3 separate regions of the Mus musculus genome follow, and regions 1 and 3 are each linked to region 2. The links are chromatin contacts, called in public Hi-C maps. All regions are on one chromosome and are shown on one strand. Each heading gives the region's core, a stretch centred on a gene start, on an enhancer-like site or on the middle of the called end of the contact. The rest is flanking DNA. Distances are from core to core; before and after follow the strand shown. Region 1 has its middle 15 kb from the start of Gm40683. Region 2 overlaps Cabcoco1 (ciliary associated calcium binding coiled-coil 1). Region 3 holds the start of Cabcoco1 (ciliary associated calcium binding coiled-coil 1).

What was found. A called contact is a pair of places that touch in the nucleus more often than the background predicts.
Region 1: a contact with region 2 is called in a Hi-C map of B cells, with 2.3 times the contacts expected there. The contact joins two enhancer-like sites. A contact is called at or near these places in 20 of 484 Hi-C or Micro-C datasets (the AML12 cell line, B cells, CD4 T cells and 14 more) and 2 of 115 datasets of contacts at active chromatin or transcription factors (embryonic stem cells and pancreatic cancer cells).
Region 3: a Hi-C map of liver shows a contact between it and region 2, with 3 times the contacts expected there. The contact joins the promoter of Cabcoco1 here to the enhancer-like site in region 2. A contact is called at or near these places in 2 of 39 promoter capture datasets (liver and pre-B cells), 1 of 15 datasets of contacts at CTCF or cohesin (the NIH/3T3 cell line), 11 of 484 Hi-C or Micro-C datasets (CD4 T cells, CD8 T cells, LSK cells and 7 more) and 2 of 9 other capture datasets (liver and pancreatic islet).

Annotation. Positions count from the first base shown.
Region 1 is chr10:68,369,871-68,372,570 of GRCm38.p6, reverse strand. No RefSeq gene overlaps it. Among named protein-coding and RNA genes, the nearest start is that of Gm40683, 15 kb to the left of the region's middle. Within about 2 kb of position 1,425, at least 5 of the 459 cell types and tissues checked have an H3K27ac peak or open chromatin away from gene starts, as enhancers often do. A contact at or near this core is called in B cells, where this site is marked.
Region 2 is chr10:68,445,512-68,448,211 of GRCm38.p6, reverse strand. The region is part of intron 5 of Cabcoco1 (ciliary associated calcium binding coiled-coil 1); the gene reads left to right. Among named protein-coding and RNA genes, the nearest start is that of Gm40683, 60 kb to the right of the region's middle. Within about 2 kb of position 1,386, at least 135 of the 459 cell types and tissues checked have an H3K27ac peak or open chromatin away from gene starts, as enhancers often do. A contact at or near this core is called in B cells, CD8 T cells, LSK cells and 6 more, where this site is marked.
Region 3 is chr10:68,540,537-68,543,236 of GRCm38.p6, reverse strand. It overlaps Cabcoco1 (ciliary associated calcium binding coiled-coil 1), which reads left to right and starts at 1,362. Exons shown (of 8, transcript NM_028491.1): 1 at 1,362-1,490. The coding sequence starts at 1,380.

The sequences.
Region 1 (2,700 bases), core at 176-2,675, 76 kb after region 2:
GATACACATGTGGAGCAAGCCTAAACTCAGCTTCAATCATTTCTCATACCGAGAAGTGTGCTGGTCCATGCTGACCCCTCCCCAGAAATCACAAATCTGCAGATTTTCATTTAAATACTAGTAACTGGGGGTTCCTCACAAGTGGTCTTGCCAGACGCAGCAGTCTGCATGAAATGTCACCAGAAAAGTCCAAGAGGTGTAGTCTACCTTGACTTAACCTTCAGGAATTCAAGGTAATGTACACACACACACACACACACACACACACACACACACACACACACACACACATTCCCTGTAAAGCAATGTTCTCAACCTTCCTAATGCTGCAACTCTTCAATGCAGTTCCTCATGCCGTGGTGACCCCCCTCCCACCTCAACCATAAAATTATTTTTGTTGCTACTTCATAACTACAATTTCACCACTGTTATGAATCTTGATGTAAATATCTGGTATGCAGGATATCTGATACATGACCCAGGTGAAGTGGCCATTCGACCTCCAAAGGCGTTGCAACATCCAGGTTGAGAACTGCTACTTAAAGCATAAAACCAAGCGGAGGCCCGCATGAAGCACAGTAAGCATGTATGTCACATGAAATGCCTGGCCTCCTGCTTTCATTTCTGCAGCTTCCCAGAGCCCAGCCAAGCCCATGTCCACTCCAGAGAGTGCGGAATGTCCTGCCACATTGCTAACTTCAAGTATTTAACACAGGGTGAACTTCTAAACAAGAGCTTAACCTCTTCCTAAGCAAGGAGACCTGGTTATGCATTGGTCGGATATGTTCCTTCTTTTTCTCCTGGCTTCAAGGTAGCCATTCAAATATTTTTAACATCTTCAGAAACCTCCAGGTCATCTTGTTTCCTGCCGTGATGGCCATGAAGGGCTCATGACAAGAAACTGTTTCCTGTACCTCGAAGAAAGTTCTCACTGGGTCGTTGCCAGATGAGTGATTTCTTCATCGCTTCTGTTCTTCCTCTGTCCTTAACTCCCACTTGCAGTCAATCTGGGATCTAGGGTTTTTTCCTAAGACATGCCTCTGGAGGCCATTGAGCTCATCTGAACACTTCCATCTATGTTGAGAAATCCTCTCTTTTATCAGTCGCTTATACTACAAAATCGATGCCCATCGTTCATCTGAAGGAAGCAACAGATTCACATGGCTTCTCTCTCCATGTTCCTGGACAGTTGCAATATAATGAGACTGATACTCTCATTGAGGTGTATTCACTCATAAAAGTCTGCAGGCAAAGGGTCTTGAACTGATCCAACAAAGAACGGGCTTTTCCCACTGTAGAGAAAGAAGGTGAGAACTGTTAACTATCATCGTCACTCTGCAAAAATTACCGTTGGAAAGGCCCACATTCGAGTGACAGCTCCCCTGGGAAGGTTACTTCCTCATTACAGCCTTGCTTCATTGATTGATCTACAAAGACGAAATAAAATGAATGAAGTAAACAGTGCGCTGAGTGCTCAGCACACCTCTGGCTTTTATTGGAGTACCTGTTGCTTTTATTCTAGAAACATCTCATGCGTTATCTAAATTCTACTTGAGTCGCTGACTTTTCTTTGAGGCTACTATTCACCCCAAGCCCACAATCTTGCCCCCTTTCAAACTCTGATGCAATTGATCTTAATCTCACCTGTATGGCCTTCCCCCTTGCCATCCCATAATGCCTGGCCCATAGATGGTACATGTTTGTGGAGTTTTAAATTGTCCCCATCTGGCCTCTCTTGTTTAATCTGAATGCAGGCCCTTTCTTTACTTTCTGTCTCTCTGCCAGGCTAACAGGAATACTATACAACCAAGACAACTGGATAATCAGGTAACTACCATGTCCCTGAGACTGGGGGACAGTACATTGCTCCTCATTTAACCAAAACTACACAGAACTTCCTTGCTTGCTCTATGGATACTCATTGACTCATCTTCTACCTATTTATAGGTACAAGTCCTTGGATATAAGCTGAGGAATGGGGTGGATGTCATCTTTACTCCTTGCTCTCAGGGAGGTGACATGCCAGTCTGGAAAGATGGTCTGTGCGATCATCTTGTTGTCCATTTGACTGGATCTAGAACCAACTGAAAGACAAGCTGTTGGCCAACACCTGTGAAGAATGCTCTTTATTTGGTAATAGGAAGTAGGAAAACCTGCCACAGATACAGATGGCTCCTTCTGCTGTCATCACGGGCAGCGGAGAGATGTGAAGAAAAGGCTTTGCTTTTTGCCCACACATCTTCCCGCTCAAGGCTGAGCTCCTATACACCATTGCATCCCTTCCCTGATACGAGAACCAGCTTCTCCCAGCTCCAGCATGGACTGGAGACAACTGTCTGCCTAGGGATGCACTAGGCTGTCAGCACCAGCTTTGCAGACTGAGTTACTCCCAAGTTCTAAACCTTAGGCTACCAAGATCCTCTGGTACATGCCAATCTAATGAATCTCCCTTGGATATATAGTCAGTCTTCGTATTCTGTTCTTCTAGAGAGCCCTTGTGGTCACAACAGTAAGCCAGCCACCTGAATGAGGATAGCTGTACACATGCTACAAAGGGACAATACAGTCAGGTTCATCTCAGGGCTAGATAGCTCATTATTCTGTCACATCTAATCTCTCCTTCTGTCACATCTAATCTCTCCTATCTTTCTATCCTTTTCACTCTTGAGCCAATTTCCCTAAGTCAAATTCCCTTAAAAC
Region 2 (2,700 bases), core at 137-2,636:
CGATGGGAGATGTGTAAGTACATACGTAATTACGTACGTACGTACGTACGTACGTGCGTGCGTGCGTGCGTGCAGTTGGGAGGTGTGTATGAAGAGATCTTCTTACCATGGAGCACACATGCAGGCCAGAGGACAACTCTGGAGTTAGTTTTCTCTGTCCCCACCTTTCACGGGGTCTGGGACTTAAATTCAGGCTGCCAGCTTTTCATGACAAACACCATTATCTTCTGAGCAACCTCAAGGCCCCTCCATCCTTTTTTAACCATCCTCTCTCTAAAAAATATCTACTGAGCACCCGCAGTGTGTTTAGTCACTTTGCACTTTGTAAAACAAGTTAGAAAACGTTGGCAATTCTTACAACTGGAGCCTGAGGTCTGTGAAGGCAAGAACTTGGGCTTCAAAGATGCAAACGAGCAGGGTCAAGAAAGGCAAAGGTATGTGGACACTTTCCCCCTTCTTAGAATTGGGATCAAAACACCCATGGAAGGAGTTACAGAGACAACGTTTGGTGCTGAGATGAAAGGATGGATCATCTAGAGACTGCCATATCCGGGGATCCATCCCAAAATCAGCTTCCAAACGCTGACACCATTGCATACACTAGCAAGATTTTGCCTAACGGACCCAGATAGAGCTGTCTCTTGTGAGACTATGCCAGGGCCTAGCAAACACAGAAGTGGATGCTTACAGTCAGCTATTGGATGGATCACAGGGCCCCCAATGGAGGAGCTAGAGAAAGTACCCAAGGAGCTAAAGGGATCTGCAATCCTATAGGTGGAACAACAATATGAACAAACCAGTACCACCACCCCCCCCCCCCGCCCTGAGCTCGTGTCTCTAGCTACATATGAATCAGAAGATGGCCTAGTCGGCCATCAGTGGAAAGAGAGGCCCATTGGTCGTGCAAACTTTATATGCCTCAGTACAGTGGAACGACAGGGCCAAGAAGTGGGAGTGGATGGGTGGGGGAGTGGGTGGGGGAGTGTGTGGGGGACTTTGGGGATAGCATTGGAAATGTAAATGAAATAAATACCCAATTAAAAAAAAACATTAGAAAAAAAAAAAAAGAAAAGAAAGGCAAAGAGCCAAAGTAAGGCAGATGTATAAACATTGTGGAGCTGTTCCCGAAGAGCTTCCTGGATGATTGAGCGTTAGGCCTGGGCAGAGGGAATAATTACTCTACTTTGTGTCCTGTAGAAGTGAAGCCACTGATATCAGTAAGGTAAAGAAGCTGGAAAACGGGGGAGGCTTGAAAAGACAATAACATAGGGTAAGTGGGCAAGCCCAGGCCTGCCCAGTAAAACTCCAGAACACACAGGCTGTACAGCTGAGATATGCTATATCACTACAGGAAAACACTGGGTCTGGGCAGCTTCTGACGACTTGTGTAAACAGAGCAAAGGCCGTTTGAAATTCAGCAACATGGAATGTGTCTTCTGTAACTGGACCAGAGATGACCTAAAGCAGTTCAGAAGGACTTCACAAAGAAACTGCTCTCACTCTCGATAGAAGCAGGAGGAGTCTGTCCAGGATTTCAATATACATCAGGCTGGGTTGGAGTAGGGTAAAGGGAGCCTGGATATCTAGAACATTCCAGCTTAGAATCTAGATATCACCAAAATACTTCCGAGCTGTGTTTAAGAGTAAACGGGCAGAGTCTGCTAAATATAGGCAAAAAGTTTTCTTAGAGAACTCGGTGTGTAAAGAGGAAGGACCCAGACTCCTCCAAAGTGAGTCTGCCTTTACTGTAACAACATCCAGAAAGTGACCTGCAGCGCCGCCTCTGACACAGGAAGCCCCTTTTCCCTGTCAGCCTGAAGACTGCCCCTAATAATACAATTTAGGACTCAACTAGGAGATATTAAAACAGGTAGCAGGGGGACCAAGCAGAGCTAACCAGAGAGGGAAATATTTATACCTATGATAACATGTTTCCTAGTAATAATTTATGAGCCTACTGGAGACGAGAGAAGCACACAAACGAGGAGTAAGACAAAAAAGAAAGCAAGAGATCTGAAATGTAAACATCATGCCTTTGGCAAACTCTCTTCAGTTAAAAAGGACAGGACGGCTGGGGTTGACTAAAGCAAATGGCTACATTTCCCTGGTCTCTTGCTTCCTCCATGCTAAGGGTTACGGGCTGATTTACAACTTCCTGTGTTGTTTTTCAAATCTATATTTGTCAGCACATTTTTTTAATGTCAGATTACTTAAAATAGATACGCCGGGTCTTCAAAGTCAGGGACAATGACAGCATTGACTTCTCTCAAAGTTTCGTAGCACTTTATAAACATCCTAACCGTTTAGCCTCCTGAACGCTAGATTTCTAGATGAAACTCATTTTACTAAACTTTTAAGAAGGCTTCCCACCCCCTTTCCCAATTTTCTTGATGACTGTGGAGTTCAACCAGAACTCTTTGAAGTTAAAATGAGCCAAATAAACTCTGCCTCAGCCTCATCTTACACAGGGACTTTACGCTGTCAAAACAACAGAAAGTATCCCTGGTCACCCCCCCCCCCCGCTGCTCCCCTCCCCGCCCCCGCCAAAAGAATAAAACCAAAAAGATTTAGTGTCTTCCATTGTAGTTCTGCTTCCATCCGTCATGGTGTGTTGTCTCCAGTAATTTCTGCAAACCACAGGTAGGTAGTTGTTCAGGGAAAGAGAGAATATTATTCTCCACAAGATAGCTTCATCTGCAG
Region 3 (2,700 bases), core at 113-2,612, 95 kb before region 2:
GAAAAATATTAAACACTTTAATGAGTTTGGAAGTTGGTGGCTCATAGTAAGTCTGGCAATAACTATGAATTGACTGTATTTTCACTAATTGAACACATTCTAAAATCCTTTTAAAGTGGGGTTAAAAGTCATAGCCATGTTGTTGAGTTAATACTTTGTACTGAGAACTCAGTCAGTCCCTCGAAGAGTAAAAATTCCAAGGAAAAGCGACATTACAACCTGCTTGAAGAGATGGAATGTCTGTGAATTAAGCTACAGATGACTCTTGAATAGAGGTGGGCTATACCAGGATTTGGGTTGTTTAAACTACGAAAACACTTGAGGGACAGACATGGTTATAAAGCTACGTACAAGAACATGTTAAATTTTCTCTGAAAGGCAACTGGAGAGAAGCATTCTGATTTGGTAAGCTGGTGGCTTTGCACAGCATGTATCCAGCCAGGAAAGTTTAACACAGACACCAGCACTGTGAACACTAGGAGGTGACAAGATCCCCTGAACATTTCTAATACAATAATCGGTTTGATCTCTTTGGAAAGCTTTGAAGCCGTTAGGGGTTGGGATTTTGTTGTATGCGTGGAGGAACCGACCCCGTAGTGTATGGATTTGACAGTAAGCGTCTTGCGTGGGTAGCAGCCTCCAAGCAGGTAAATGTATGGTGCATCCCGCAGCCAAAGGAAGCATTGAATAACCAAAAAATATCCAAATATGTAGGATCGGGCTTGTAGCTCAGTGGTTAAGGTGTTTACCCAGGACTCGGGTGACACTGGGTTCAGTGTGTGCTTGCATAAATTGGGTATGGTGCCCTTGATTGTAAGCTCTTGGGAGCTGGAGGTAGGAGGTCAGCAATTCAAGATCCTCTTCAGCCTGGGCTACCAAGGTGGAGTGGGTGGAGGGAGGCTCTTCATACTCCCAATCTAATACCTCCTTGTTTAGAGTCTTTGTATTATGGAAATTTCAAACAGTTGCTAGAGGAGACAGTGTTCTAACCCCACCTCTTCCGCAATTTTAATTCACAAGTCCATTTGCCTCTCTCGGTATTTTGAAGTAAGTTGCAGATTGCCCCTTCCATCACTAGCTAAATATACACCTCTAAAATTAGAGTCAGTTTTTCCTACTGAAGACCACAATGCCACGGATCAGACTTTTAAACGTTATAAAAATTGCTTAAGATCAACCATTAAGAGCCAGAGCCCCCAAATCGCTTATCGTCTCCCTTTTAGAGTTAGCTTTCTGTGTCAACTCCAGAATTGCTTCTGAAGTAAATTTCTCAGTTTCCACTGTAATTCGAGCAGCAGGTGGCCTCACGGGCTCCCGTGAGTGGGCGGGGCCTGAGCTTCGGTTAGGCGTCACTGCCTCCCACCACGGTTGCCTTGGCGATGAAGGCTGCTTCCTCTAAAGAAAACGTGTCAGGGTCGTCCACAGGATTGACCTCCTGGGCGTTGACCACCCCTGGGGTGTCGCCAGTAGGCAGCACTTCTGACTCTGAGGTATGTGTCCCTTTCCGGGAAGTCCAGTACCGGGTCCTTGGCTAACACCAAGGTCACTCAAGGTCAAGGTCAGAGCTGCCTGGGACTCAAGCGGTAAAGGCTTGCAAGCTGATCCTTGGGGCAGAGGTCTCCAGGACCCCTGAAGCTCACACAGACCCTGTGAGCTTACTCTGGAAAGTTCCAGGCTCACGCAGCCTCACAGATATGCAAATCTTTAACTGGAAAAACAAAAAGTAATCTCTGATCTTAAAGGGGACCCGTCCCTTTTTGCAAGTGCCATTGATTGACTGGGAAGATCAACAACTGTTCAAAGGGTGTTAAAGATTGCTGCTTTCTGAGTGAGTCATGGTTAGTTTCTGTTGTCACCTGTCCCTGTCCCAGGAGACAAGACCAAACACCCTGAGCTGAGAGTCTGTTCTCTGCCCCTGGCCTCATGGCTCATAGTGAATTTGTCCCTGGTACTCCAGGGACCTCTTGGGTAACACAAGGTCATCTACCACCCCCTCCTAGCACCAGCTATCAATGTGTGTGGAGCATTAACTCATCGTGACCCTAGACTTAATGCTTAAAGGGTTATTACTATTGCATTTTCACTTATTTGTGGGTGGGTGGATGAAAGTCCCAGTCCCAGTGCTCAGTGTGGAAGTCAGAGGACCACTTGATGGTTGTCCATATGCGTCCTAGTGATGAAGGTCAGGTGTTCAGTTTTGGCAGAAGGTGCTGCACTCCTTGCTAAGAATTTAACCGCAAGTGCATCAGCTAAGCCATCTTTTTTTTTTTTTTACTGTTTAAATCTCCTCACTGAGTCTATCAAGTACAGTTTCCATGAGGTTATTTTTTCCCTTCCTTTTTTTTTTTAAAGACTCTGAGGAGTGAATAATGAAGTGTTAATTAACACAGCTTTGTTCAGCTTCCATATTAGTCCAAACAACAACAGTCTTTGTGAAGAAGATAAGTATTTCGCTGCAGACTCAGCAGTCAGGAAGCACAAAGCCAGTAATTTCATGCCTTCCTCTTCAACAAGGGAGCAAGCAAGCCAGTCCCACTCCACCCCCTCCAAGTCCCCCAGTACTGCAGGCAGACCGCTAAGCCTGCAGGGTCTCCCATGAGCCTTTCTAAATAAAATTAGCATACATTAAATGCACATTTTAACATGATAAACTGGATCCTAAGCTCATTCCTCCCTTGTGATCGCTAATGTAAGTTAACA